Regions from separate parts of the Mus musculus genome. Here regions 1, 2, 3, 5 and 6 are each linked to region 4. The links are chromatin contacts, called in public promoter capture Hi-C maps. All regions are on one chromosome and are shown on one strand. The core of a region is the stretch at or near the end of the contact, and the rest is flanking DNA. Distances in the headings are between cores, read along the strand shown. Region 1 holds the start of Abcb4 (ATP-binding cassette, sub-family B (MDR/TAP), member 4). Region 2 holds the start of Crot (carnitine O-octanoyltransferase). Region 3 holds the start of Tmem243 (transmembrane protein 243, mitochondrial). Region 4 holds the start of Gtpbp10 (GTP-binding protein 10 (putative)). Region 5 holds the start of Rundc3b (RUN domain containing 3B). Region 6 holds the start of Dmtf1 (cyclin D binding myb-like transcription factor 1).

What was found. Promoter capture Hi-C pulls out the DNA fragments that hold promoters and counts their contacts.
Region 1: a contact with region 4 is called in a promoter capture Hi-C map of pre-B cells. The contact joins the promoter of Abcb4 here to the promoter of Gtpbp10 in region 4. A contact is called at or near these places in 2 of 39 promoter capture datasets (cranial neural crest and pre-B cells).
Region 2: a promoter capture Hi-C map of pre-B cells shows a contact between it and region 4. The contact joins the promoter of Crot here to the promoter of Gtpbp10 in region 4. A contact is called at or near these places in 3 of 39 promoter capture datasets (cranial neural crest, pre-B cells and second pharyngeal arch cranial neural crest).
Region 3: a contact with region 4 is called in a promoter capture Hi-C map of pre-B cells. The contact joins the promoter of Tmem243 here to the promoter of Gtpbp10 in region 4. A contact is called at or near these places in 2 of 39 promoter capture datasets (cranial neural crest and pre-B cells).
Region 5: a promoter capture Hi-C map of pre-B cells shows a contact between it and region 4. The contact joins the promoter of Rundc3b here to the promoter of Gtpbp10 in region 4. A contact is called at or near these places in 2 of 39 promoter capture datasets (cranial neural crest and pre-B cells).
Region 6: a contact with region 4 is called in a promoter capture Hi-C map of hematopoietic stem and progenitor cells. The contact joins the promoter of Dmtf1 here to the promoter of Gtpbp10 in region 4. A contact is called at or near these places in 4 of 39 promoter capture datasets (cranial neural crest, hematopoietic stem and progenitor cells, pre-B cells and 1 more).

Annotation. Positions count from the first base shown.
Region 1 is chr5:8,891,457-8,895,860 of GRCm38.p6, reverse strand. It overlaps Abcb4 (ATP-binding cassette, sub-family B (MDR/TAP), member 4), which reads right to left and starts at 2,140. Exons shown (of 28, transcript NM_008830.2): 1 at 1,954-2,140; 2 at 1,697-1,773. The coding sequence starts at 1,767.
Region 2 is chr5:8,993,668-8,998,534 of GRCm38.p6, reverse strand. Crot (carnitine O-octanoyltransferase) reads left to right here and starts at 1,389. Exons shown (of 18, transcript NM_023733.3): 1 at 1,389-1,431; 2 at 1,988-2,083.
Region 3 is chr5:9,097,880-9,102,537 of GRCm38.p6, reverse strand. Tmem243 (transmembrane protein 243, mitochondrial) reads right to left here and starts at 1,801. Exons shown (of 5, transcript NM_001081029.1): 1 at 1,679-1,801; 2 at 1,143-1,321. The coding sequence starts at 1,220.
Region 4 is chr5:5,557,848-5,562,448 of GRCm38.p6, reverse strand. It overlaps Gtpbp10 (GTP-binding protein 10 (putative)), which reads left to right and starts at 2,908. Exons shown (of 10, transcript NM_153116.2): 1 at 2,908-3,016. The coding sequence starts at 2,984.
Region 5 is chr5:8,620,529-8,625,131 of GRCm38.p6, reverse strand. It overlaps Rundc3b (RUN domain containing 3B), which reads left to right and starts at 2,180. Exons shown (of 11, transcript NM_001347311.1): 1 at 2,180-2,644. The coding sequence starts at 2,520. All of the region lies in intron 2 of Abcb1a (ATP-binding cassette, sub-family B (MDR/TAP), member 1A), which reads right to left.
Region 6 is chr5:9,159,215-9,164,052 of GRCm38.p6, reverse strand. It overlaps Dmtf1 (cyclin D binding myb-like transcription factor 1), which reads left to right and starts at 2,277. Exons shown (of 18, transcript NM_011806.3): 1 at 2,277-2,439. Gm46901 (predicted gene, 46901) reads left to right here and starts at 3,143. Exons shown (of 1, transcript NR_166570.1): 1 at 3,143-4,838.

The DNA.
Region 1 (4,404 bases), core at 891-3,390, 3.3 Mb before region 4:
CTCAGGATCATTTAGCTCTAAATTGTTGCTGCCAGAAAATGCTCCCCAAATACCCATGGTTCTTTCTGCTTATTTCCCCTTTCTCAGTAATTGACTTAAAAATAAGACCTACCCTAACCACCCTCCTTAAAATGGATAGACACTTCTGCTATGTTCTCCTAATTTTCTCAGTCTTCATTAATTTTCTTCACACTTGGTACCTTTCAACAGATGGACATTTGCCACTGAATATATACAAGAGAATGTGCCACAGGCTATGCAGCATATCTAGAACAGGTATATTAGCCCTCCTCAGTTTGTTGTGCCTAACAGAAGTGGGCTTAGCTTTCCTTGAAGGTACCGCCCTTGGTATTATTATATAAAAATTAGTCCCATATTTCATTTTGTAATCTTACAATATCAAGCTAGTTCTAACTTTGTGTATTTCGGTTTTGAGGTGTTTCCTTCTTCCTAACCACATGCTGTGAGCTTCTTCTGAGAGCTTCCTGGGCCCTGAGTGTTACTACACCTTTTCCAGGGACTGCTCCTTCTAATACTAGTCAGTGTGCTCAGCCAGTATAATACATAAATAGCCGTCTTCGTGAAAATGCCATCTATTAATAGAGTCACAGTCATCCCCAGCCTAAATTGCCAGATGACAAAACCACATTTTTCTATTAGAAGTAACACCATCCATACATTTGGGGTTTGTTTGTTTGTTTGTTTGTTTTTGTTTTTGCTTTTTTATGACTCGATATGGACAAACCTAAATTTTCTGTGAATAAATGTCACGATTCTAAGAATGAGTAGGGCGATGCCACGGTCCAAAGCAATTAACAGAAGCAATGCTTCAGTTTAAGATTCAGATAGGCATATTTGTCAGTTGGCTAATCAGGCCCCTTGCAGCTTGAGAACCAACTACAGAAGCTGATAAATTTTCTCCCTCTAGAAGACAACTTCATGACACATGTCAGTTTGTTCCGGGTGGCCTAGCATGAACTCAGAGACTGTAATAGCCTCATAAACTATTTGAAGCTGAGGGTAAAAATGATTCACTGTCCCCACAGCGAAAGAGGAAACACGCACACACTTGCCTAGGCCCTTCTGCCTGACAGAAAGCCGTATGTGTGCTTCACTGTGGCTGGGGGAGAACGAGAGTCAGGGAGAAAGACAGACCCACTGGCAGGGGAAGCGTCGAGGTTCACCCTCTTGCAACTGGGGGAAAAAAACTGATTTCGAAGCAGAAGTTAGTGAAGAATGAGGTTGTTCTCCATGTCACCCCCTAGAGAGGAGAAATAGGGCAAACAGTCTACAGATGGGAGAAGGGGAAGACGAGGCAAAGAAGAGAAACACAGGAAGAGGGGGGCCTTGCTTCGCTACCCTTGTTCAGAAGTACAGCCATCAATAGCAGGTGTCTGAAGTTCTACCAACTCGAGTAGCCAGATGATGGCTAAAAAGAGTGAAACGTTTACTTTATAAAAATACAGTGAATGTTACACAACGCCAATATTCATCAAATCACCCGTGTCCAGGGGAGGGGGGCGCTTTTGAAGACAGCCTCTTCTCTCTGAACCTGTTCCAAAAGGAGCCTGGGAGACAGTCCTCAAGAACACTTAAAGACTTCATCCCAAAGGCCGGAGGCATCAACCGGTTCTCACAACTTCTTTTCAGGACTCCGCTATAACGGAAAAGCCAGTGACTCTGCGGTCCTGTATACCTGATGCTGCCTAGTTCAAAGTCGCCGTCCAGGCGCCGTGCTGTTCCGTTTCTCGCTGCCTCAAGATCCATCTCAGCCTGGGGAGAAACCACAGCCTCAGGTCCAAGTGCACCCGGCTCAGCTGCCTGGAGAGGGGGACCTCCAGGCTCCGCGCAGAGCCGGCGCAGAGCCGGGGGCACTGGTGGCAGCCGCTCCCCGGCAGGTCCCACCGCAACTGCCTTCCCTCGGTCCCTTTCTCCCGCCGCGTCCTCCCTCACCTGAACTTCACGCGCGTGTTGGCCGCAGCGGGTGGCGCGCAGACCTGGACTTTGCTCGCCGCGGCTCGTCCCCGCCTCCCACACGCACCCGGCGCCGGCGACGCCTCCCGCTGCGGCGGGGGCGAGGGCCCGGGCCCGCAGGAGAGCTCCCGCAAGCCCCGCAGGCTCTGCAGGCCCCAGCGCCACCAGCGTGTCGCCCTCGCCGCCAGGGGCGCGCGTCTCCGCGGCCGCCCACCCGGGCGAGCTGCCAGCAGCCCGCAACGCAGCACCAGCTGCAGCCGATAAGCCTGCTCGATGCCTCCTCTGGCAGGCTACGGGCCCCTAAAAGTGACTGCCACACCTCCCCCATGCTGAGTTTTCTTTTAGAACACACTGGGGAAGTAATTTCCACCAGTTCAACAACCAGGCGCTCTGAGATCCCAATAGGAAGTTAAGTAGCGAGGTCGCCACTTATGCATCCTCGGCTCGAGTCTATATGGCACCAAATTGCAACTAACACCCCAGATGCTGAAGATTAAGCAGGTCCAGCCCAGAATCGTCAGCTTAAACTCCTTGGAGATGAGGAATATCGCTGGTGTCCCACACGGGGGAGGGCACATAGAGACACAGAACTTGGGGGCTGAAAAGGATTCCCCTATTAAAAGCACACACTTAAAAAATATTATTCATTTTACATCCTGATCTCTGCCCCCTCTCTCGGTACCCGCCTCACACAGTCTCTTCCCCAATCCCCCTTACCCTGTCTTGTCAAGTCTCTGCAGGAATAGGTGAATCCTCTCCCACTGAGACCAGACAAGGCAGCTAGCTTCCAAGCTTCACAATTTGAATTTGATCTCTGCTACAGACATAGTGGAAGGAGACAATGGTCTCTCAAATTGTTCTCTGATTTTCATACATGCATCATGGAACATGTGCACTCCTATACATCAAACCACGTGCAGAAAATAAATAAAATGAGAGAAAAAAGCACGTACTTTTGGTTTGGTTTTCACAAAAGTGAAGACATCGGTGTTCAGAGAAGCTAAGTAACATCTCCATTCCCAACGCTGCATCTTTCAGACTGGCACCGATGCAAAGCCTATTGACTGTGGCTGTTCTGATTTCCTACTCTAATCCCTCCATGCCAAATCGTCTTACTCTTAGGGCCTATGTGAATATGGCTTCCTTGTGAGTTCTCATCGATTTCTCCACTCTTCCCAAAACGAAGGCGCTAAATCAGATAATAAAGCGACACCTTCTGAGCTTCAAGCAAGCAAGTTTCATACTTAAGAGCTTCACAGGTCAGTGTGTGGCTGTGGGCACTGCTTATTTCTCTGGGCTTCAGTTTCTTAAGAGTCTGTCTTCCTTATTAGGTTACTGTGAAAGTACTTAGTGTTGCTTTTAAAACATAGCACCTGTATAATATGTGGCTTGCTTTTCTCCTAGTCCAGTGGCTGAATTTGCGGCTGAGCCTTGTTCTGTGTGGCATTTGCACAATAGCTGTCTAACTGCTTTCCAGACAACCTTAAAGTATGAAGAGTAGAAGAGTTGTCACACAGACCCTGAAGGCAGCTCTGCTCTGCCGTTTACCGGTGCTCTGGCTTTGGATGGGTTATTTAAATCTCAATTCAGTCTCAACATCCATTAAAATAGGGGATCTAGTAAGGTTGGAAACAATGAGTATAAAGTGTCCTCCACACTTACTAAATGACAACTACTGTCATGGTTAAAAGCTTAGAAGAGATGGGCGGGAGAGTAGGGAAGAGCGTGCAGATACATCCAGCTGAGTGTCCTGGGCATCTCCATCTGGCTCTTCACATAGGGGGAGCTGATTGCAACTATGAGATAGACATGAATGTAGTTACATATTTGGGCTCAATTTCCAGTCTACCCCAACCACAAGAAGTTGTCTTGATGGAACAGAAGGCCTTTCCTTCACCAGTTTACCAGGTGTTCAGATTATTATTGTATGGTATCCCGAGGCTAAAGCAACTACGGAGGTGAAAGCAGTTAGAATTGCTAAGTTCAAGAGGGGAGTTTTAGGTAACTGGGGGACATTACAGAATTCAGTAGTGTCTAAGGGATGACATATGCCTGCCAATCTCTAATATAAGACAGCCTGAGGGAGTGGAATCAAGACTCATGAAGGAATGAGAAGAGTCTGAATTAAACATAAATGAACAAAAACCTGGAAGGAGTGAAGTGGGTTACTTTTTCTGACTGTCTGATCCAACCCACAAGGTTGTCCTTGCAAGAGGTTCTCTGCATGAGCACAAAAGTTAGAGGTAGGCCCACAGTGTCTACAGGGAAGGAGAGGTCACATCTCCATAGCTACACTTATATATTTGCCCAAGATGAAAAGCTGTACCATCTAAAATCCCAGTAGCACTATTATAGAAAAAAATTAAAACTATTTAAAATATACCTTGAAGAGTCCTTTTTATTCCATTTTGTCTCCACTCAGAAACTAGG
Region 2 (4,867 bases), core at 140-2,639, 3.4 Mb before region 4:
GGAGACACCGTTTCTGCTTAACAAAACCAGGAAGAAGAGAAACTTGCAGCAGGGCTTGAATGTAGCTCAGTGTTAAAGACCCTGCATAAAGGCCTGGTTTGGTGAGATTACCAAACTCACAAAAACAGTGAAGGTGAGTGACCCTAAATTCTTTGCCACCAGCAAACATTCAATATGCGTAAACTTCTAAAGAGGTGCCAAAATTTTTTTTACTAAAAAAAAAAAAAAAAAAAAAAAAAAAAGACAATGAAGGTTTCTGAGAAATCCAGTCAGTCTAAGAATTCTATTTTCGAAGCATAATATAATATCCGGAACGGAACACTTACATACTATGAGGGGGAAAAGTTCTTTAACACAGTCACTTTGACAAGCTTAGAGAGATTATCCAGCTTGATTATGTAATACCTCCAGCAACGCTGTGCAGTCATGAAACATATTAGTAATTCTGCGGGAAACTCAAAAGGATTTCGGAAAGACAGCAGCTTTTAATATACTAATTTGAAATGAAGTCATTAAACTGTTGAATAACTTAACTATGCAGGAGCAGGTAAAATATTTTTCCTTCCACGAAAACAAAACAGAAGTACAAATAAAAAGTGTATATAAGTTTAAAATTGTATCAATTTATTTCAGGAGGTAAATGAAAAAAAGGGCATTGACCTGTGAAACTAAAAATACCTCATAGTCTTCCTCTAGGACGTGCTAGCTTTTTAAAAACGCAACTTCTTGGATGATAAAAATATTCAGGCAAGGCCAAAGCTTGAAGCTTGACCATCGCTAGAGACTGCAAGGGCTTGCCCTAGATGGCTGGGAGTTGGCCAAATCTTAAGTCTCAAAGAGGCGACGAGGCCAAACCGGATCCATTCGCCTGCTATTCTCTTGCCAGCACACAGGGTAGACAAAATAAAATGTCTCAGTATAAATTCTTAAATTTATATCTAAAGTAGTATAAATGCTTGCCTGGGCCATGCAAAGGAGGCTGGCACAAAGAAGGGGGAGCGACTGGGAAGAAAGAACACAGCGCCAAGCCCCTAAGAGTTCGGCGAAAAGCAGGCTGAGCCGTGGGCCTCCTTACGCAGCCACAGGGCTGTGCCCGAGAGTGGGTAGATCTCTGGACGGAGGCCAATCTCCCGCAGCATCCGGAAGGAAGCTGCTGTAGCGGGGACTGCAGGGCGCTTATCTGACTTTCTGCTGCGTTCCCGGGGTCTGCAGCCTAGGACGCCACCAGAGCCCGAGAACCCGGCGGGGGCGGGACCAGCAAGCCTCGACAGCCCACCCCTTCCAGCGCGGGGTGGGACCCTCGCGGCTTCCCGTCCAATCCCGTTCCCCGACGCGCACAGGGCGGGACCCTCGCGGTTTTCCGTTCTGGTCCGGCCTCAGGACAGCCCAGAGCCTGCAGGCCGACGCAGAGGGACAAGAGGGGCGCGGGAGGTGAGGATTCTGGGGCCGGCTGCTCGCTCTCCTTCCCCTCCCACATGGCGAGGGGGTCGAAGGGTATTGCAGTAGCAGGAAGCCGAGCTGAGTGCAGTCGGGCTGTGCGCCCAGGCGCCCCGTCTGGCGCGGGCGTGGTGCCCCCCCCCCCCCCCGAGCATCTTGCCCTTCTGGTTTGGGGTGTCCTCTCTCAGTTGCACCGGCCTCGCTAGAGTGCTAGAGTGCTAGAGTGCTTGATCGATTGGTTGGTTTTGCGTGTGCATGTTTCTTGGTTTTTCTCCCCTTGTCCTTATCCTCGGTGAGAAGCTGCCCTTGTTTTGGTGGGAGGAGTTTCTGAACTTTATTGCTTTCTGCTTCTGCTGCAACCTCCCCGCGGGCACCGGAAGGTTCCCTGTGCCCCTTGGGTCCATCTGATAGGCTGCTTGGAACATAGCTAGCTCTGTAGTGATATAAATCTCATGTCTAGCAGATGTCCGTTCTCTGTATTTCCAGCTTCTGTCACTATCCTCTTCTCCTTTCCTGATCTTTACTTGAGTGTATTTCTTCCTTTCCACAGTCACCAGGCTTGGCCAGTTCGGGTTCCCTGTGGTTTCCTTTCCGAATTGTTCAAGCAGGCTCCTGGAGGTCCTGAGCACTTCTTCGTGGTTTACTGGTATGTGACCCTATTTGTTTACTTCCTGGTTCTATTTTCCCACCTCTCTCGCGTTCACATCACCTTGCTTTCAGAAAGTCCACTGTCATCGTTTTCTTAATTTTATTGGAATCGTTTAACTAGTTTTATATGGTTGAAAACTTAAGACAACTCTTAAAGAATCTGTAGTCGGCTTAACCTTGCAGGGGCTAAGCACTGCAGCAGGCATAAAATTAGTACTCTGGTCTTCTTTGTGGGATCTGTTAAATGACAAGGAAGTGTAATGAGATCAGCTTGCCCGGCATGCTTGCATTAGTTTCCTATTGCTGTTACAGCAGACAGTGACATGTTTAGCGGTTAAAGGAACACAGACTTTGAGTTTCTGAAGATCTGAAGTCCGAGCAAGCTTAGCTGCTTACCCTGCATGGACGCACAAAAGGAGAGACCAGGGTTTCTGTTATGAGTTACTTTCTGAAGTTTTAGGGGGAGACTCCCTTTTCAGGTTCATTCGAGTTGGCAGAGTCTAACCCCTGTTCACTTGCATTAGGATTAATCCCATTTCCTGCAAGTCCTGTTTGTCTCTGAGTTCGTTAAGGACATGGATGTAGACACAGATCATTAAAGACATAGATGTAGACACAGAGGTGTGGCAGTATCTCTGCTCAAGCACTCAAATGATTAGGTTAGGTCCTCTCTATTTTAAGCCTTTTTTTTTTTTTTTTTTTTTTTGTAGGTGAAACCCAGTTGCAACCATAGGAGTAATGATGTTCTATCATAATGACAAGTTCTGGGGACTAAAAAGAGTAGGTAGGAGTTAGGTCATCATAACAATTCTGCCCATTATAGTCCATAATATAGTTGTTTCAGGATGAGTTGTTTTTATGGCATTAAAAAGTCTGATGACTAATTATATGGTTATACATGCCAAGATAAAGAGATTCAATTAAAGTTACTTGCCTAGAGCTGGGTGGGTGTTGGTGGCATATATTCCCAGCACTAGGGAGTCAGAGGCAGGCTGACCCATGTGAATTCAGGCAAGCCTGTCTGACAAAAGTTAGTTCCAAGCCTGCCTGGGGTATATAGTAATATTCTAACCCCCCCCCCCAAAAAAAAGACAAATTTTGAGGCTCAGTGAGATGGCTCATTGGATATTGACACCTGCAGGCAAACCTGATGACCCAAGTGTGATCCCCAGGACCCACATGGTAGAAAAGAGAATGAACTCCTGGGAGCTGTCCTTTGACTTCCCCGTGTGTGCTATGGCAGCCCACTACCAAATAAACGGTCCTGTTTTTTCTAGTCATTTGCCTAGGAGCAAATGGTTAGAACATGGCTGAGTCTATATTTAAGACCGAGATCCTAAATATTCTGTTAGATCCAAAGTGGTTTATCAATATTCAAATGGGATGTAAGCAGTAAAACGGAAGGGGTGGAGCTTTGAGGTCCTATGCACTGTCTGGTTATGTTACTGGAACAGTAGAACCTCCTCGCTGTAACAAAGCCAACAAGACATGGTATTAAGAAAGCAAGAGGGCTCTGTTGTTATCATCTAGTCTCACTATACTACCCTGGGCTGAAGCGTCCTCTTGCTACTGCAGCTAGGTACATGCCACCATACCCAGCACTGCGCCTTGTCCTCTCCTTCCCTTTCCTTTCACATCTAGAAGTAGGACCAGAAAGGTGATTCTGGCAATATGGCTTCTGTAAATGGGTCCAAGGTGCTTGTTCTGGTTGGCAGCCAGCTGGGTCAGCACTGAGACGGAGATAAAGAGTAATATATACAGCAAAAATTTTAGATTTGGTTAATAATGGGAGAAAAAGATATTAGTCAAAAATAATCCGCCATGCCTTTGTTTTTGATATTGTTAACTTTTTTGTTTTGTTTTGTTTGTTTTTTTGGTTTTTTTCGAGACAGGGTTTCTCTGTGTAGCCCTGGCTGTCCTGGAACTCACTTTGTAGACCAGGCTGGCCTCGAACTCAGAAATCCGCCTGCCTCTGCCTCCCGAGTGCTGGGATTAAAGGCGTGCGCCACCACCGCCCAGCTATTGTTAACTTTTATAACATATGAATAGTATATTTTATTTAACTTTGCTATTTTAAAATAGGATATAAAAGGACAGGAAGTTTTCACTCAGTATCAATTCTTTGTTTTCTTAGTTACTGGTTTTATATAGGATCTATAAATGATTCTCTCAGAAATCTTATTATTTACTCTACCAATATAGCCTATTCATATATGGTGTTAGTTTTATTTTGATGAAAATTACCACAAATGTAGAAAAATTTTGAAGTTTGGTTTGTGATATTCAAAGCCAGTGTGATTAGGGCCCATGCCATCTGCACAGCGTTAAGTGACATCAGCCTGTCACATGAATTCTTACAGTCTATAATATCCCATGCTCCACACCTCTGCATATGCTTTTGAGAGTTTCTCAGACCATAATCTTGTTCTACACATCTAATCCTACCCACTCAGCAAGAATCTCTGCAGGTTCTCTAATGGCCTGTAATATCGCCTCGTCAGCCGGGAGATTGTAACCTAACACATTGGCATTTGGGTACCAAGTGTGACTTCTTAAACGTGACTAACCCTGAAATGCTTGTTTGCATGTGTGAAGTGGCAGTGTTTGCAGGGTGAAAGTTAGGAGTAAGCATGTTTTCTCTAACACCACACTACCTGGGGTTGGGTGGTCACATCTTTCTGATGACACATTGTTCCTGGCATGCTAAGTTCACATTCTTAATAGTAAAGTTGGTTTTCCTTATTTGACAAGTTTACAAATAGCTCAGGAGTTATTGGTGACC
Region 3 (4,658 bases), core at 552-3,051, 3.5 Mb before region 4:
TCACCAGAATCTCCACTTTATGCACAGATATGCACAGATCTCCCGTTCCTGACTGCTTTCCTTTAACACCAAATAGACACACATGAGCGCTCAGTAACGTCTGCAAATAACGGAAGGAGCATTAGTGAACTTGAGCTCCCAAGCATGGCGAGCTGAGATTAGGCGAAGTTACAAGAAGCCAGACATCCATCTTGAAATGTCTTAGTAAAGCACCCCAAGACAAATCAAATTCTATATGGAATTTAATAATAAGTAATCTTCATGGTAGACTGGCAGCTTCCAAGTTTAGGATTCCCCATGACTGCCAGGTGGAGAAGTTCCCTGTGTGTGGTACAGGCTCTTCCCACAAGGTAAGAAACCCAGCTCTACAGTAACCACAGCAACTTTCAAAGGCTGACTGCTCCTATCAGGGGTCAGGGGGTCTACAGTCACCAACGTCATTTACAAGTGGGGGGGGGGGGAGGGTAAGAGAGCTACAGGTTAATCTTGCCCTGACTTCTGAGAAAGTTTTATGCTGAATACAGAGTTTCTTGATTGTCCCCAAGGCAAGGGGGCTGGGGGTGGGGAGCAAGTTTCAGAAAGTTAACGCTAAGTACAGAGAAAGACTTTTGTTGACTGCAGGCCAGAGGCTCTATCTAGTCAAGCTTCTAGAAAACGGTTAGTGCCTCTGCCTATTTGAGAGCTGGGACCCTTTGTTTGATCACCTCCTGGGATTGTGGCCAACATCCACCTTCATGGAGCTGCTTCACATCCTCATCCTCTTAAGAACTCTAGGTAAGCAATCATCAGAAGCAACCCTGGGCTCTCGATGCACTCCTGAAACCACTAAAGCCCTGGACGCACACCTGAAGTGTGGAGCTGGAAAGTGCGCTTATGCAACCTTCGCAGGACTTTCCCTCCACGGTGGGGTTTCCGCACTCTCCGTAAGGGCTTCCCACAAACTGCCCAGAACTTTCTGAACTTTTCTCCACTCCAAACTGCTCTTGGTGCAGAGTGCAGGGCAAACATCCCAAGAGAGGGGCGGGACGGCAAGAACAGTTCTTCCCACTTCCAAGTACCCTCCAGGCAGGCTGCAAGGAGCCAGCGGGGTGGAGGGAGGCGGGATTCTCGCACTCTGGCCCGGGGCCCACTCCCGCACTCACCTTGGCAGACGTCTCCCCGAACAGAGGTCTGTTATCCAGGCCGCTGGTCCCGTAGGTCCTGGTAGCAAAGTCCTCCATTTTAGGGCTGCTTCGCTCGTCCCCGGACGCTCAAAAGCGAGTCCGCATCAGCTCGCGAAGTCCGGACGCCCGCCCCTCACGGCGCACGCATGGCCCGGGCCCTGGGGGGGTGGGGAGGGCGGGAAATCCCGACGGGGCGACTGTCACTCCCGGGGGCCCCTGGCCGCTCCGCCCCAGCCCCGCCGTCCTCATCTCCAGCGGCCGCCGCGGGAAGTGAAAGGAAACAAACAGCGCTTGGCCGCCGCCCCGCCCGCGCCCGCCGCCCCCAATCTCGGCCGGGGCTCCACCGGGAGAAAGTTTGCCTGGCGCGAGTCCCCCGCGCGGCGGGGCGGCGGGAGTGAAGTTGCGGGCCGGGCGGCCCCGCACACCACCCTAGCTCGGCTGAGAGCTCCGCATCCGCCCGCTCGCGTCCCGTCCCCCGTGCTCCCCGCAGCCCCGGCTGCGCCCGCAAGCCAGACCTCGGCGTCCCGCGCCGCGCGCGCGGCGGATCCAGGCAGCGGCCGCGACCCCGAGCCGTGGCCCCCACACGCCGGCCGGACGCCGGCGCCGTGCGGCGAGTCCCCCCGGGCTCTCCGGTCCGGGACCTGCGGCCACTGTCGCAAACCGGTCGGGCCCGCCCAGATCGCGTCACGACTCAGGCAGCCAATCCCACGGGCAGAGGCGCCGCCTGGGCTGCAGAGCTTTATTTACAGAGGTGCGGGTCGTCCCACCGAGGCGCGGGTCCCCGCTGCCAAGCGTTTCTCCGCCTCTTGGCAATTGGCGGCTGCGCGGTGCACGTAGTGGCTAAAGCAGGGTTCTGAAGACCGACTCGAATTTGGCGTCTTAAAACCCGACAACCTGCTTCGACCACTCCAGGATTTGGATGTGGACACTTTACAGTATCGGAGGCAATCGTGTATGCGTGTTTTATTCTGTATTACACACAGAATAAGAGGTCCTAGTTTACATAAACAGTTAGGTATTTCGTTGCCTGGTCCAGTGGGGGTGCTGCCACAGGCCAGAGCTTCGCATCTTGGGCCTTTTTGGAGTCTTGGGGCTTAGAGAGCTGAATGGAATGGACAAGCTGCACAAGTACCGTCGCTCTACATTTGAAGTTCTTCCTAAAAGCTAAAAACCAAACAACTACACTAATAGGATTGGGCTGACACTAATACCTAGCTAGATTCAAGAAAGTTCGGAAAGTGTTAGTGTGCAGGAGACTCTAAGCTGAAGCGATACCTCCACGAACGCTTAGAATCTAGACATGGGTTCCAGTGCCACGCAACAGTTTAGAACAAGGGATGGAATAACAACCACAACGAACTTCCAGCCCTGAGTACACGTAAGTATTATACATATCCCCATTGCCCAATCATTACACGTGTTTTACAAATTAGCTGTTTACTCGCGACTTTACCTTAACAACAGCAATACTACATAATCCAGCACCCACTTCTATTAAAAGTTCTATTTAAAGATTCATATTAAAAGGTCCTACAAATTAATTCACTTACTTATATTCAGTTTCATTCAACAAAAAATATTTTTGAGGCTCTAGGCTGTAATCCTTTGAATATTAGGGACAGTCTAGACTAAGTAGCAAGACCCTGTCTCAAAATAATAAAATAAAAACTAACAATACTTTGAGAATCTGCTGTGTGCTAAGCAACTATCCACCAAAATAACACAGTAATTATGGGCCTTGGTCAACAACCCCAAAAGATGCCATAATACCAAATTTGATATACAGTCAAATCAAAATCCATAAAGTCTAAAATTCTGAAAGGTTAAAGTTCTGGAAATATTATTCTGGGAAAAAATAAAGACTTTAAATACAAGTATATTTTTTAAAGTATAGTTATTTGAGAAACAAGAGAACATATAGGCAACGTTTTATAGTAAAATAGGTAACATACATATTTGGAAATTATATTCACCTCTGTGCTCTGCTGCTGTGGTGACTGGGTGGGGAGGAAGCATTTAGAATATTCATATTTAGGTCACAGGCCGGGCAGAAATCGTTCTGTCGACTGAACAGAGTAACTCTCTCCTGGTTCTACTTGTACATAATTGTTTTCAAACCAGAAACCTCACTGGCTCCTCGGGAAAATATTACTTTGGTTCACCAAAAACTACTAAAACTTTCAGGGACTGCTCATCAGCTAAGCATGCTTATTGCTTTTGCTGAGGGCCTAGGTTTGTTTCCTAGCATCTGCATGTGGTTCACAAACATCTCTAATGCCAGTTAGAGTTAGATGACATATTTCAAAAGATTTTATTAACTGTGTGTGTGCATGTGCATGCATGTGCTTCCACATATGTGCTTCCAGCCAAGGAGGCCAGAAGGGTGTGAATTTCCTTCAATATGGAGTTACAAGCAGCTGAAAGCCACCCAACCATCGGTGCTGGGATCCAAAATTAGGTCCGCTACAAGAGTAGTGAGCGCTCTTAAATGCTGAGTCATCTTTCCAGGCTCCCAAACAACGTATTTTTAAACTAAAATTTTTGTTTTTACTAAAGTCTGTCAGCCTTCTTCCCGGAATTAAAATTTCTCTCCCTGATACGGGAGCCTCTTTCCTTGGGAACTGCAGTTTTCAAATTTTGACCTTTGTGGTAGTTTATATGAAAATGGCCCCATGGCCTCACAGGGAGTGTTACTATTAGAAGTTACTGTAGCCTTGTCGGAGGAAGTGTGTCACTGGGGGTGGCTTTGAGGTTGCAGATGCTTAAGCCAGGCCCAGTGTCACTCTCTCTTCCTGCTGCCTTGCCAATCTAGATGTAGAACTCTCAGCCACCTCTCCAATACCATATCTGCTGGCATACCACCATGCTTCACAACATGACAATAATTTAATAAACTCCTGAACTGTAAGACAGCCCCAATTAAAGGTGACTATTCACAGCAATAGAAACCCTAGCTAAGACAGCCTTCAGTGTTTCCAAATTTCTCATCTTCACCTTTTGAGATTATAATTGGGGGATTATAGGCTAAAGGTTCTGGACATTTGTATTGTGTTTCTTAGGCTAGTAATTAGAACCAGGTCAGCCCATAAGCATGGGCATTGTCTTGAGGCTGAAATAAAAGACAGAGCAAATGCAATCTAGGAAAAGGAGAATGCATAGACACAAGCTTTAAAATAGATGGCATTTGACCTAACACCCAAACTCACCACCTACAAGCTGTGTGACCTTGCACAAGTTATGTAGCCTTGCTGGAACTCCTTCCTGTGCGAAGGCTAACGTGAAAGTCCTGCATAGAACTAGGATTTGGCAGACAAAATCACTTGCATTTCTGTTGATTCGAGGCCAACCTGCTCTACATATTGAGTTCCAGGATATACAGTGCTACATAATGAAACCCTACCTTGAAAAGCCAAACCAAACCAAAGAAACAAACAAAGTAAAGATGATAGAAAATGGAAATATATGACTTCAACTATATTTAAAATATTTGACATG
Region 4 (4,601 bases), core at 1,659-4,158:
ACAGAGGTCTTAGAGGCAACCCTGCTGCTGTTCTTTATCTGAACTGTTATGTGGTCTAGCTGCCTTCTAAATATTTACATTTATACTCACTGGTAAATGCTACTCCAAGGCTTAATCAGAGAAACTTCTCTCTGCAGTGAACTGCAGTCAGGGAAGAGGTTCATGACCACTCAAGGTGCTTAGAATCAGTAGTTGGTGAATGCTGAGCCAGAAACAGAACATTTATACCACCAAGGCTCAGGGATCATCCAGAAGAGGGGGCGGGGCAGAGAGAATGTAAGAGCAGGAAGACAGTGAAAGCACTATGAGATGCTGTCTTCTGGACGTGGCAGAACTGTTGCAAACGTGACCTCAAACTGTTGTGAGTGTTTGCAATGGCCTGTACAAGATGGGACCTATGAGCAGGGAACTAGTAGAAGGCTATCATGGATCAGAAAGGGGAAATTTCATGGCTCTACGTCTTCTTGAACTACTGTGGCTACTGATGATGAATCCAGCCATTGTCTTCTGTTATGTGTTCACTGAGGAGTCTGTCAGGCTCAATAGATGGTTTCAAAGCCATTGTTACAGGCAATTCTGATTAAACTCAATGGTTCTTAAAGGAGGAGGAGGAGGAGGAAGAGACATGACTGGAAAAGAGATTTGTGGGGAAGAGGGGTAACTGGGGTAGGAAGTAGATAAGAGAAAATGACGGGTTACAATAATCAAAATGAGCTTTATACATGTATGAATTTTCCAAAAACAAAAACAAAAAAAAATCAAAGAAAAAATTCAAAAGGAAATGCTTAAAATTCTTAACACAATTAAACAATTAAAGCAATTGTTCTGAAATATTTTAAAATCAAATCATGAGTTATGTAGTGAGTCATGTGTGAATTTGATGAGTGACATGAAGAATTCTCCAGTGCTGCTGAGATGAGTGGTTTGCCTACTTTCGTCTTTAGATAAGCCACATTCCTGGGAAAGTATGTTCTTCTCTTAACAGAAATGCCAGAATGTTCATGCAATACTGACCCCTGCATAAGATCTGGATGATCCTCTGGGTCACCTAATTCCAGTTTTTAAATATTTAAATTATATGTGTGTATGTTCAGGTCTGGGGGTGTGTGTGCATATGCTCACAAACACACACACACAGTCATATCTGTGTGATGATATGTGCATATGAGTGCAGGTGCTTTCAGCAGCCAAAAGGGGGCATCAGATGCCCTGGAGCTGTTACATGAGCCTGTGAGACAATTAACCTAGATGCTAGGTCGTGGCTTCTGGTCTTCTAGACGAGTAGGAAATGCTCTTAACCAATGAGTCATCTCTCCAGCCTCATCTCAAGTCAATTTTAACAGCATATTTTTAGGAGAGCGAGTTTAGAGATTTAAAAGGTTTATTCTACTATCTTATTATCAGAATTATAATAAAATATCTTGCTGTGATAATGTTTTGTTTGAGGTATATGTATTTTTCTTTTGCTTACATCATCAATGATCCTTAGCATTTTAGATATCAATTTCTTATTTATATTTTATTTATTGTTATTATATTCTGTGTATGTTATGGGAAAGAGAGTGGGCCTATATTCAATAATCATAAATAAACATTAGAAGGTGTGTGCATTAGGCTAAACATTTTGGCATAATTTAAATGGCAGCACATTTTCTAGATTTAACAGGAAAAGTATGATAACAGCAACTTAATATTCTGGTTTTTAAAATAGTAAGTATATTTATTGAGGCTAACATCTGACATTTGGGTCAATATTTAATGTTAATCTACAGAGGCTAGAACCAACCAACCAAACATCTAAATGAAAATGACAGCTTCAAAGTCCAGGAACAGTAAACTAATCTAGACTGAGCAGTAGTTTCCACACTGTGTACTTCCAAATAGGACTCGCTCCTTTCCCAAATTCCCCATCCTATTGTTTAGGATGCAGAACCTTATCTAAATGAATTGGAGTCCTGTTTTCTAGTCTAGGACTCAGGCATGTAGCAGAATGCCCGTAACTGCAATTTTCAGAGTTTCAAGACTAGCCTTTGCCAGGTTCCAGCTAGGAAAGCGGCCTTAGAGGCGCAGGACCTCGGGCTATCTGTAACTAACTTTAAATCAACCTCATACTGAAAAACGGAACATAACAATTCCTTAAGGTTACTCTCAGCTGCACTGCCCTGGCCAGTGACCATGACTGAGTCACATTTCGCCAAGGATTCTAAACCTAATAATTCTAATGATAGAAAATAATAAATGAGCAGTGAAGGGAGACCCCTCTAGTACGCTCGTGTGCCTTTTTCACTTAAAGACTTGGCAGAAAGATTGGCGAAATGGGCCTGCCATTCAGTGATCTTTTTCTGAAGCTTCCTCTCCAAGCTGGAATGTAATCTCTCGTGTTCTCACAAGGACAGCCTTCAAATGAAAGGTGAAAACTCTCGGCTGAGTCCAGGTTGGGGTTTCTGTTTGCCTCCACTGCACACATCATCCTTTGTAAAAATCTAGATCGTCACACTTCTTTCAATACTTCTGTGCTACAAGTTTTAAGTGACTGGTTCCTGAAGTTTAAGCCTTGGCTAGAAAAATTGCTCAAGCCATCATCCAGCAGTCTTTTAGAGCTCTCGGTGTTTTGTACAAGTGTGTCTGTTGGAGGGGTCTTTCATCGTGAGAAAATCCTGGCACCTCAGGTTCTTCAGCTACCATAAAAATGTTTGTGAGGCAGGCCAGTCTCCAGCGCATAGCGTTCAAAGCGTCAACTCCAGAGACTCCTGCCCGGAGCCCTGCTTCCCCTTGCACACAACTTAGACGAATCTGGGCTCTGCACTCTCCTTCCTGCACCCAGAGGCGTCCAAAGCACACGCCCACCTTCCTCGAGCGCGATGCAGCACGCAGGCGCGGATCCGCTGAGACGTCACCTCTGCGACCAGTAGTGACGTCAGTACGCGCGCCCGACCGAAGTTTGTCCGGATTCTGCGGGCGGGAGTCCTGCCCCTTGGAGCTCATGGTGCGCTGCGGTTGCGCTTTGTTGAGAAAGGTTCGTGACGGGGGTCTCCCCAGCTTTGGTGTCTTCGCCGCTCTCCTCCTGGGTTGTCGTTCCTCGGTTCCCGTCTCCTGGGAGAAGATTGTGTCTCAGTGACACGCTGATGGCCGTTTGGGGTCCAGCTTTAGGGAATTCCTGTATTGTTCCCAAAGCACGTGAGAGGATAATTGGGGACCTGCCTGCGGTTTAGACCCGGCATTGCGGTGCACGTGCCGGCTTGTTTGTTTGTTTGGTTTGGTTCTCATTGTTTAAAAGAGAGTCCATAACCTGCTTTTATACATTTCTCCTCCTTTACACTGCTTTTGATATCTTTCTGAAGACTTTTCTGGAAGTCAGAATGTGTGTTTGCTGTGCCTCATATAGAGATTTTACGTCAATTTTTATGTAGTGCCTGTCTTAAAATCCACTTTTATAACAATCTGCAACCAACCGCTCAATTAAAAAAGAATCTCAGTGAGCTTAACTGGCAACGGTGTGTGAAAGCTAGAGGTCATGTACATAAGCTGTTGTTAGGAACAGCCATTATAAATGAGAGTCCTTAATAAATATGACAAATCTAGAAAATAAAGAAAAAGTCACATACTGAACACAGCTTTAAAAGCCCTTACCAGGAATATCTCAGGGTGGTCAACCTTCAGTTTGTTTTTGTTTTTTTTTAAACCCACAGATTTTTTTGATACCCAAAAGTACTGCAGATTACCAAAAACGTGAATATTAATTTAAACGATTGCTCTGTAATTTGAAAGCCTGGGATTATGACACACTGGCTTTATAAGAAGTTACCTACCTAGTGAGGGAAACTAAATGGAAAGTACCAGAGGATATAATCCAGTGTCCGAGGAAGCCTGAAAAGCCAGTCAGTGAGAGTGATGGGCCAAGGAGGCCTCAGATCATACAACCATAAGCCATAGTTTAGTTGTATTTGAGGATACATTGAAACTGACACCAGAAAATGGGTTTATGATAGAAAGAACAAATGATAATCTAAACAGAGGAGAAAGCATGAATAGAGTGGCAGGGAGAGTGGGCAGCTCAGAAAAGAACAGGAAGGCTCCAACAAATGACAGCTGTCCCGGTGAGATCCGGTGAGGGCTTTGAATCCAGCACTGTAAACTTTATTATTTCAGAAGCAGTAAAAACCCAAAGTCACGACTGTTTCTGAGTAAAGAGAGACATAGACATCGGGTTCACTTAAGGGGGAAAGAGATGCTCTTGGCTCATGGTGGCGGATGCATTAAGAAGGAATGATGAGACCCTGAAAGACCATTTGGAGTTCACAGTCAAGATTCTAAGAGGACAGAGGTCCTGGAAAGGAGTTAGGCTTCTTGGAATGCAAAAATTTTGGGGAAAAGCCATCTGTTTGTTCAGTCTTGGTGAGCAGATAAGCTTTGATAATTAACTGAGGGGACAGCTTTTTGCTGTTGCTGCTGATGATGATTTTAAAATATTTGGGGGCTCAGTGGTTAAGAGCACTAACTGCTCTTGAGTTCAAGGTCTTGAGTTCAAATCCCAGCAACCACATGGTGGCTCACAACCATCTGTGATGAGATCTGACGCCCTCTTCTGGTGTGTTTGAAGA
Region 5 (4,603 bases), core at 931-3,430, 3.1 Mb before region 4:
GAAGTGTCCACACTTTGGTCTTCGTTCTTCTTGAGTTTCATGTGTTTTGCAAAATGTATCTTGGGTATTCTAAGTTTCTAGGCTAATATCCACTTATCAGTGAATACATATCATGTGAGTTCTTTTGTAATTGGGTTACCTCACTCAGGCTGATGCCCTCCAGGTCCATCCATTTGCCTAGGAATTACATAAATTCATTGTTTTTAATAGCTGAGTAGTACTCCATTGTGTAAATGTACCACATTTTCTGTATCCATTCCTCTGTTGGGGGGCATCTGGGTTCTTTCCAGCTTCTGGCTATTATAAATAAGGCTGCTATGAACATAGTGGAGCATGTGTCCTTATTACCAGTTGGAACATCTTCTGGATATATGGCCAGGAGAGGTATTGTGGGATCCTCTGGTAGTACTATGTCCAATTTTCTGAGGAACCACCAGACTGATTTCCAGAGTGGTTATACAAGCTTGCAATCCCACCAACAATGGAGGAGTGTTCCTCTTTCTCCACATCCTCGCCAGCATCTGCTATCACCTGAATTTTTGATCTTAGCCATTCTGACTGGTGTGAGGTGGAATCTCAAGGTTGTTTTGATTCCCATTTCCCTGATGATTAAGGATGTTGAACATTTTTTTCAGGTGCTTCTCAGCCATTCGGTATTCCTCAGGTGAGAATTCTTTGTTTAGCTCTGAGCCCCATTTTTTAATGGGGTTATTTGATTTTCTGGAGTCCACCTTCTTGAGTTTTTTATATATATTGAATATTAGTCCCCTATCTGATTTAGGATAGGTAAAGATCCTTTCCCAATCTTTTGGTGGCCTTTTTGTCTTATTGGCAGTGTCTTTTGCCTTACAGAAGCTTTGCAATTTTATGAGGTCCCATTTGTCAATTCTTGATCTTACAGCACAAGCCATTGCTCTTCTATTCAGGAATTTTCCCCCTGTGCATATCTTTGAGGCTTTCCCTCACTTTCTCCTCTATAAGTTTCAGTGTCTCTGGTTTTATGTGGAGTTCCTTGATCCACTTAGACTTGACCTTAGTACAAGGAGATAGGAATGGATCAATTTGCATTCTTCTACATGATAACCTCCAGTTGTGCCAGCACCATTTGTTGAAAATGCTGTCTTTTTTTCCACTGGATGGTTTTAGCTCCCTTGTAGAAATTTTCTTAATAATTAATTTTTATTTTAACATAATTATATTTAAGAGGTAGAGGTGAGACTTTGTCCTGATTTTAGATTTTCAAAATTTAAAAACAAACAAACAAACAAACAAAACCTGAAGTCTGGACATACTTACAGGCAGTCTGAGGTGAATGTCAGAGGTCAGGGTCTCAAGCCCGTAGCCTCCCATAGGTAAAGCCAGAGGTAAAGCCAGAGAAGTAGAGACTACAAAGTGGTCCTCCCAAGGGGCTTATTGGGACTCCAAGGCAGGATTTCCCTCTGCCCTTGACAAACCTCCTCCATGGCTCACGAGCTGCAATTCAGTTCAGATCTCACTGCACAGAACCCAAGACTGGACATCCCCACTACACTCGTTTTTCTATGGTCAATGTGGTTTCAAGGCTGTGCTGGACACTGAGTAAGATGAGGTGAATTCTGACCAGATTCACGGGAAGAGAAATGCCATGGGCGCACTCCCTGATGCCACTGTGTCGTTGTTTGTCAGGTTCAAAGGGGGCGTTTGGGACAAATGGAACTCTTCTTCTATTCTAGGTAACCCCCACTTCCCACCCCACCCAACTATGGCATTCTCCTGCTGAGGCTACTGAAGCCTCAGGACCAGGAATCTGCCATGAACTTAGCCTTGTCAGGGTGACTATGGACCACAGTCACCGTGGAGTAGGCACAGCAAAGCCGGCTTTCCAAGCCAAGGCTGCCTCGCCGGGCTCACCAAGGTGCTGCACGAGCCGACCCGCGTTCTGACAGAGGCCCACGCGCCAGGGCGGGGCTTAAGCGAGCCTCTTTAAAAGCTCCTGGGGCGGGTCCCGCCCCCACCTCTCGTCATTGGCTCTCTCCGTAGCGGCCTTGTTCCCATAGGTGCAGGGGGCGGGGGCTGAGTGAGACAGGCGTGGGGAGGGGGGCTTCACCTCAGCGGCTCCGCCCTGCTGGAAGAATGACGTGCGGTTAGGCCTGCGGGGTGACAGGCTCGCCCGGGCGCTGGTGCGGCGTCCCTGGAGACTCGGAGCCCGCCCTCCCGCCCGCCCGCCCGCGCGCGCTTCTCTCGTGGACGGCGGCGGCGGCGCGCGCGCGCGCGAGCGAGGGTGGAGGTGGCTCGTGCGTGCGTGTGAGTGAGCGCGTGTGTATGTGTGAGAGAGCGTGTGTGAGTGTGTGTGCACGCGCGCGTGGAGCCTGGGTACCGGTGCCCGACTGACTGCCTTCCACACCCTGCCTACTCCGCGCCTCCTTCCTCGCCTCTCTCCCGCCCGGCGGGCTGCCATCGTTGAGAGAAGGCCGGGGGACACAGGTGTGCGAGGCTTGCGGGACCGCTGGAGACAAAGGGGGCGCGGAGGTGAGCCCGCCATGGCCTCCCGGAGCCTGGGGGGCCTGAGCGGGAGCCGCGGCGGCGGCGGCGGCGGCGGCGGCAAGAAGAGCCTGAGCGCCCGCAACGCTGCGGTGGAGAGGAGGAACCTGATCACCGTGTGCAGGTGCGGGGCTGCGGGCGCCGGGCTGAGGGAGGTGCTGGGGCTCGGCGCTGCGGCCCGTGCCGCGCGTGTCCGCGGGCCAGCGGGGCCCTGCAGAGGGGCGGGAGCCTCTCCCCGCGAGGCCGTGGGCTAGCCCTCGCGTCTCAGGGTCCTCGCTTGGAGGCTGCCCGGGGAGGGCCGGGGCGGAGCCGGGGAGGAACCGTTTGGAACCGGCCAGCTTGCGTCTGAGGAGAAGAGGGCGGAGGAAGAGCAGCATCCAGCTGCTGTAGTAGTTACTGAGATGTCCCCAAATCCCTGTGCGTTCTCTTGCTGTCGCTTGTTGGCGTACGCATTTTCACTCCTCTCCCTCGGCCCTTATCTGTATTGGGTATCTAAGTCTTGTCAACTACAGTGCTTGTGCAATTGTGGAAGACTCCTGGTCAGTCCTTTTGGGCATTTATTTAAGTGCTTCCTGGTTGTAAATGTAGCCCTTCCTCCAGGAATTATAGAAATAGATCATCACTATCTATAAATCAAGAATTCAGAAAAAAACTGATTTTGAACAAGCTGATAAATTTTCTTTAAGTCTTATAATATTCTAGGCATCCATCTCTTAGTAACTACTCAGAGCCAATACGCTCTGTTAAAAATGATTTTGTTCCATCATACTGGTTAATCATCAACTACTGATAATTCTCTTGTTATCAGGTAAATGATGAAACCTTTCCTGCCTCTCTGGCTTATGTCTATTTTTTTTTTTCCTTATGTAAAATCGTGGCTAGCATCTTAAGCAGATTGCAGATATCTGTAGTAGGAATGACATTCAGTATTTAAGCAACTTTTAAAAAGTTGGATTCTAATGAATGCTCATCTTTCAGGAAGAGCTTTGCTCACAGTTTGCATTGTAAGTGGTAAAGTAATATAGACTATATTTATCATTTGTGCTGTGTAGAATACAAGCTTTTGGGACAGATGGGCTTTATTACATTGTTTTAAATTGAGGCAAATTTCTATGTTAGATTCATAGAAAAATAAGCTAGTTGGGTAGTCTTATCTTTTAAAGATATTAAAATTATTTTTTTAAAGAAATGAGTTTCAAAGCAGGTTCCAGCCTAACCTGTGCTTCTTGAATCATTTATGCTGCATCAGAGCTTCAGCGGACTCAAACTTCCCGATGGTTTAACATTGGAAGGTGGACCAAGTTGATCTAGTGGAAATGTAACGAGCTCATAACAAATGTTGTCATTAGTTAGTGTCTTAGTACCATCTCCTCATTATCTTCATTGTTTTGTCAGCTATACAATAATGTTGGACTAGATTTCTAGGAATTTCAAATAATGGACTTAAAATGAATGATAGCCATCAAGCATCATTTGATCATATTTGGTTTTTAATGTTTCCAAATATGAGCACGGTGATAATGGTAGAAAAATATTTGTAGCAGATAGGTGAGGCACATGCATTTTTCTCTAAACAAACATTTGAATTGTGGTCCCATTTTGTGATTCTTTATTGATGTCCTGGAAAAACGGGAATTTATAAAACTAGAACAAACAAAACTGCCAACCACTACATATAATTTCTTATACTTGCACAGTAAAGTTTTTTCCCTTAAAAAGTTAGATATAGTTTCAGTGCTATATCATAAAACTATACAATTCTGTATATTTAATGACATATACAAGTACAATATTTTTTACTGTTTTGAATTTTGGAATTAGGCTTTAAGATAGTCAGGAAAAGAACTAAATTGATTTTGGGTTCATTATGATTGTGTGTGTATGTGTAATTCAATTTTTTACAGAGAACTCTTATATATTGTAGACTAAAACCACTGTATAATACTTACCAAATAAATATTTAGTTTATTTTTTCATAGGTTGTACTGGAGAGGAAATAGGTTATTTGAGAACTCTAAATTTTCACACACAACTCCAAAATTTATACACTGATTTTAGCTACCCTATTTTGTGTACATATTTT
Region 6 (4,838 bases), core at 1,028-3,527, 3.6 Mb before region 4:
TTAAGCAGGAAGTAGAGAAAATTCCTACATACCTCACGGCTTCCCACACACACACACACAATCAAGAGTGGGCATTTGTTATAACGAATGAACCTATACTGACACACCATTAATACAGAAGATATAGTTTATGTTAGAGTTCATTCTATTTTATCTATCAGACCTGTGGGTTTTGCTGCAACTATAAAGGCATGCTATTTCAGCAGCACACAGAGCCCTTGATGCTATAGGAACCCCCGCACATTATTCATTTTCTCCACCCCTGGATGCACTAATTTTACTGTCTCCATAGCAATGCCCTTTACAGAATATCACCACTGGCAGATTGAATGAGAATGGCCCCTGCAGGCTAACATGTTTGAATGTCTGGTCTCTGGTTGGTGAAATTCTTTGGGAAGGATTAGGTGTGGCCTTGTTGGAAATGGCATGCCACTGGGTGCAGACTTTGAGCTTTCAGAAGCCTACACATACCCAAATGGCTCGGCAATTAAGAATGTAAGCTCTCAAGGACTGTTCAAGCCCCATTCCTACCTGCCTGCAGCCATGCTCCCCTCCGTCCGTGATGATTATAAACTCATCATTTAAAACTGTAAGCAAGCCCCAATTAAAACTTTCTTCTGTAAAATGCCTTCACCATGGTGTCTCTTCATAACAGTAGAAAAATAAGACAATCAGAATGGCATAGTCTTAGCATACATCAATTTTTGGATGATTTTTCTTTACTACGTAACATATATTTTAATTCTTCACTACTTTAGTGCCAAATAAAGTTCTGTTGAATAGATGTGCCTGCTTGTTTATTCATTCACCTCCTGGTTAGCCTCTTGGTTGGTTGCATGTTTTGGCAAATGTGAATAAAGCTGCTGTAAAAAACTTGTGATTCCAAATTGCATTGGCCATCAACTCCTATGAACCTTGCTTGATTTAAGAGTATGCCTGATACATCTAATTTCACTCCCCTGGGGGGAAAAAATGATTTTCCCTTTCCCCAGATCTACCATTTGCAAACAGCTTCTTGATTAGGAATGGGACTTTGTGTATCACTAGTAGTGAAAGGAAAGCAAAGTATAACGTGTATCTGCTGAATCATAAAAGCAACACCAATAGGAACCCCAATGCTCAGAATTGTGTATCTTAGAACTTTTGGGTTGGTTTGGTTTGGTTGAGATGTGTTCTATGTAGCCAACACTGCCTCAAAATCCAGTCTTCTTTCTGCCTCAACCTCTTCTCTGCTGAAATTAATAGGTTCGAACAATTGTGCCCAGCATGGGGCAAAAGGCAACTTTTTTGATGTTCTCATCATAGAGTCTGCACTTTTTGTAGCAGTGTTTATGGCAGAAAACCACATCTGACCAGTGTGCAGTTAAGTGACTGTAGAATGCCTATCCCTAAGTGGGTTTTTATAATGCAATCCTTACACCAAAGGTATAGGAGCGTTGCTGAAGATGGGGGGCAGAAAACTTGAAAGAGTCAGGGGAATGGGAAGACTTCTGTTTTAACACCCACCACTCAGCAGCTGTGGTCCCATGCATACCACCACTCCACTCCACATTCCAGCATGGATGGCGAACAAGGTTCCATCTCTGGCTAGGGAGCTACAAGCAGTCAAGACTGCTGAGGAAGAGTCAACTTCCTTCCTGAAGAGATCAGATTGTTTTCCCACGTCCAAGCGGGGCGCAGCCCTACACTGAAGTACATCTGGGCTACATGTGTGTACCCAGAAATACACCCCTACAATAGGACATGAATTTGAGTCGGGGGCATGTCAGGGAAAACACGGGGAGGAGTTGGAGTGGATAGGAAGGAGTAAATATGGTCAAAATGCATCTATTCATGTATGAACCTGATTCTTAAAGATTGGCATGGGAACAGGGCTTCTATTTTGTTCATCTCTAAGAATCCAGAAAATAGAGCTGCACTCGGCATAGCTACCAGCACTGAACTTTAAATGCATAAAGAACTGTAGTCTCCTAAAAGCGAGGTCACACTCACGGAGGTCACCTTTCACAAGAATTATAGAGACACACCGCTCCCTCTTCGCTTCGGAGATTGCGGAAACTAAAAGACAGATGGTGCAGACGCCTGCCAAGGGAAAGACCCTCCTTTACGTCTATCACCCGCCACAGCTCGACGGCGACCGTCCGACCCTATCGCTCGCTGAGAATGGCGCTCGATTCCGCAGCAACCCATCAGCTTGCCGACGCAGACGGAAGTGACGTCGGGGGTGGCGCGCGGGCCCGCCCCCCAGGAGAGGCGGGCCGCAGGGGGGGTGCTGGGAGGGCGGGGGCGGGGCGCGGCCTCGCGGCTCCGTTTCCGGTGGCTGGTTGCGCTCGCTCACCCCAGCTGCAGCCACTCTCTCCCGCGGCTGCTTCCTCCATCCTGGTATTTTTTGGAGCCTCCATCCTGGTTCTTCCAAAGTGCCCGGACCCAAAACAGGAAGTAAGTGCGATGGAACCTTCAGGTCCGGGCCTCCGCCGCAGCCGCTCCGCCCAGTGCGGCCGAGCCGGCCCCTTCGCGGGCCTTGGCTGTCGCCGGCTGGGTGCCGCGGGCGGGGTCGGAGTCCGGGCTTCGCTTAGCCGCCGCGGCAGGCCCCGCACGCCGCGCCCGCGGTCTCCGTCGCCGGCTCAAGCGGCCGCTGGCGGCTGGAACTCCCGAGCGATCCCTGGGGCGCAGCGGCGAGCCGGTGGGGGCGGAAAATGGCGGCGGGCTGGAGGAACTAAATGGCGCCGGGACCCCTGGGGGTGGGCCCGAGTCGCGGAGGACGGCGCCGGGGGCCCCGCGGGCGTGTGCGTGCTGGGCGGCGGAGCTGCCAGCCTGGCTTGGCTGGGGTGCACTGAGCCCCCTCGGCTGCGTGGGTGGGGTGGGCAGGGCAGTGGGGGCGGGGGTCGTCCCAAGCCCACCATTTCTCCTCGGCTCGTTTGGCCCGTGAGCCCCTCGCCGGTTGGACTCAGCGAAGGAAGTCATGGTTGCCAGTCGGACTTTCTCTTTAGAGACCGCGCGGGACGTGGCCTGGGGTGCGGGGAGAGTCCTGGCCCAGCCAACTAGTAATTGTCAGGATCGTGCGGAGCAGACCTTTAGCGTTTCAAAACCCTCTTTGGCCCTCTAGCAAGAACTTTTTTTTTTTTTTTTTTTTTTTTTTTTGAGAATCTCCCCGCAACCTTAACGAGTTTTACTCCGAAAGAAGTGGTCCAGTGCCATCCTGTGCTGTTCAGTGATACAGCATATGTTTTTATAGTTAAAGACTTCGGTGTAGCTAAAGAAAGAGTGATAGCCCGTGATTGCTTTTGTCAGCCCTTGTACCTCTTTCTGACAGCTAGACTTCCTTTGGGACAACCTCCAAAGAAAAATGCATTTCAGTACTGTTTGTGATGTGTTATGTCTTAAGCTAGATGTACTGACTTTTATTAATTAGAGCTATATTTTCGTGTTGTAAATAACTTTTGTGGCTTTTAGGCTGTAAATTAAGAAAGAAAAGACCTTTGATTATATTGAAAGTTTTACAAACATCAAAGGCTATTTTCCTTATAGATTTTCTATTTCTGGTACTGCAAATTTCTTTAGGCCAGTCTTAAATTTACCTTAATAATTCGAGTAATTTACTATAACATTTAAAACAACTATAATAACAAAATATTACTAGCTTTTTACTGTGGTAGAATAGTGATACAATTTTGTATATTTGGTTAAACTTAGACAAACTTAAAATCCATTTCAAAGATTGTTATGTTGAGTGTACCAGGTCAGTGAGAGACTAATGATATTCTCCACAGACGTGAAAAAACACTCCTATCTATATGAAGAATATTATTTATTATTTTATGCTTTTATCCCACTACTGTCTTTCCCTGGTGCTTTTGAGTACCATCAAGTAAGCTAACGTTTCTTCATTACTTTAGATTATGATAGTCTTACCCAAACTGTTGTTCAGGGGGATGATCTAGAAACCTGCCTGGTCCACTGACTCTTTCAGTTGAGGGAGACACCTGGTATTGTTACCATTTTCTTGTCATATCTGTATGTTTAGCAGTTTGGGGGATACATACAAAATACACTTTTTTCCAAGTATTCAGGTTTTAACTTTTCGAAGGAGGAAATCAGTTTTAGTCTTAAGGTTTGAGGTTGGAAATAGAGTGTATCTGGAAAATAGTTACTAGTGTCCTCTGGTTGGTCTTTTCTTCCTTTCTTTCTCTCTTTCAAGTTGTGCTTGCCTATATCATTCTGTGTCTGTCCCAAACAAAGGCCTTGCTTTGCATTTATTAAATAGCACAGAAAATGTTTGGGAAAGAACTAAACCATGTTATCAAACTATATCCATATTTAGCATTCAATATTTATAGTAAATATGTTTTATTTGGGGTTGCTTTCAACCTGTTGGTTGCTTTCAGCAATGATGATCAGAATATTCACAAATTATTCTGGGTCAGGACCATGGACAAATACATAATATGATTAAAATTATGCATTCAGCTTATGTTGGAATAGCTAATTCCAACATACGTGGGAAATCCACAGCATTATAAGGTTGGCTACATTTTTTTGGTATTTTTGTTGTTTTTAAAGATTCATTTATTGTTATATGTGAGTACACTGTAGCTGTCTTCAGACACACTAGAAGAAGTCATCGGATCTCGTTGAGGATGGTTGTGAGCCACCATGTTGCTGGGATTTGAACTCAGGACCTTTGGAAGAGCAGTCAGTGCTCTTACCCGCTGAGCCATCTCACCAGCCCGGTTGACTACATTGTTATCATAAAGGAGGATTAAACTTAAACAGGCTGAGCACACAGAAGGATAGTGGCTAAGTACATAGTATTAAATGTTCTTGAGCATGTTAGTAGC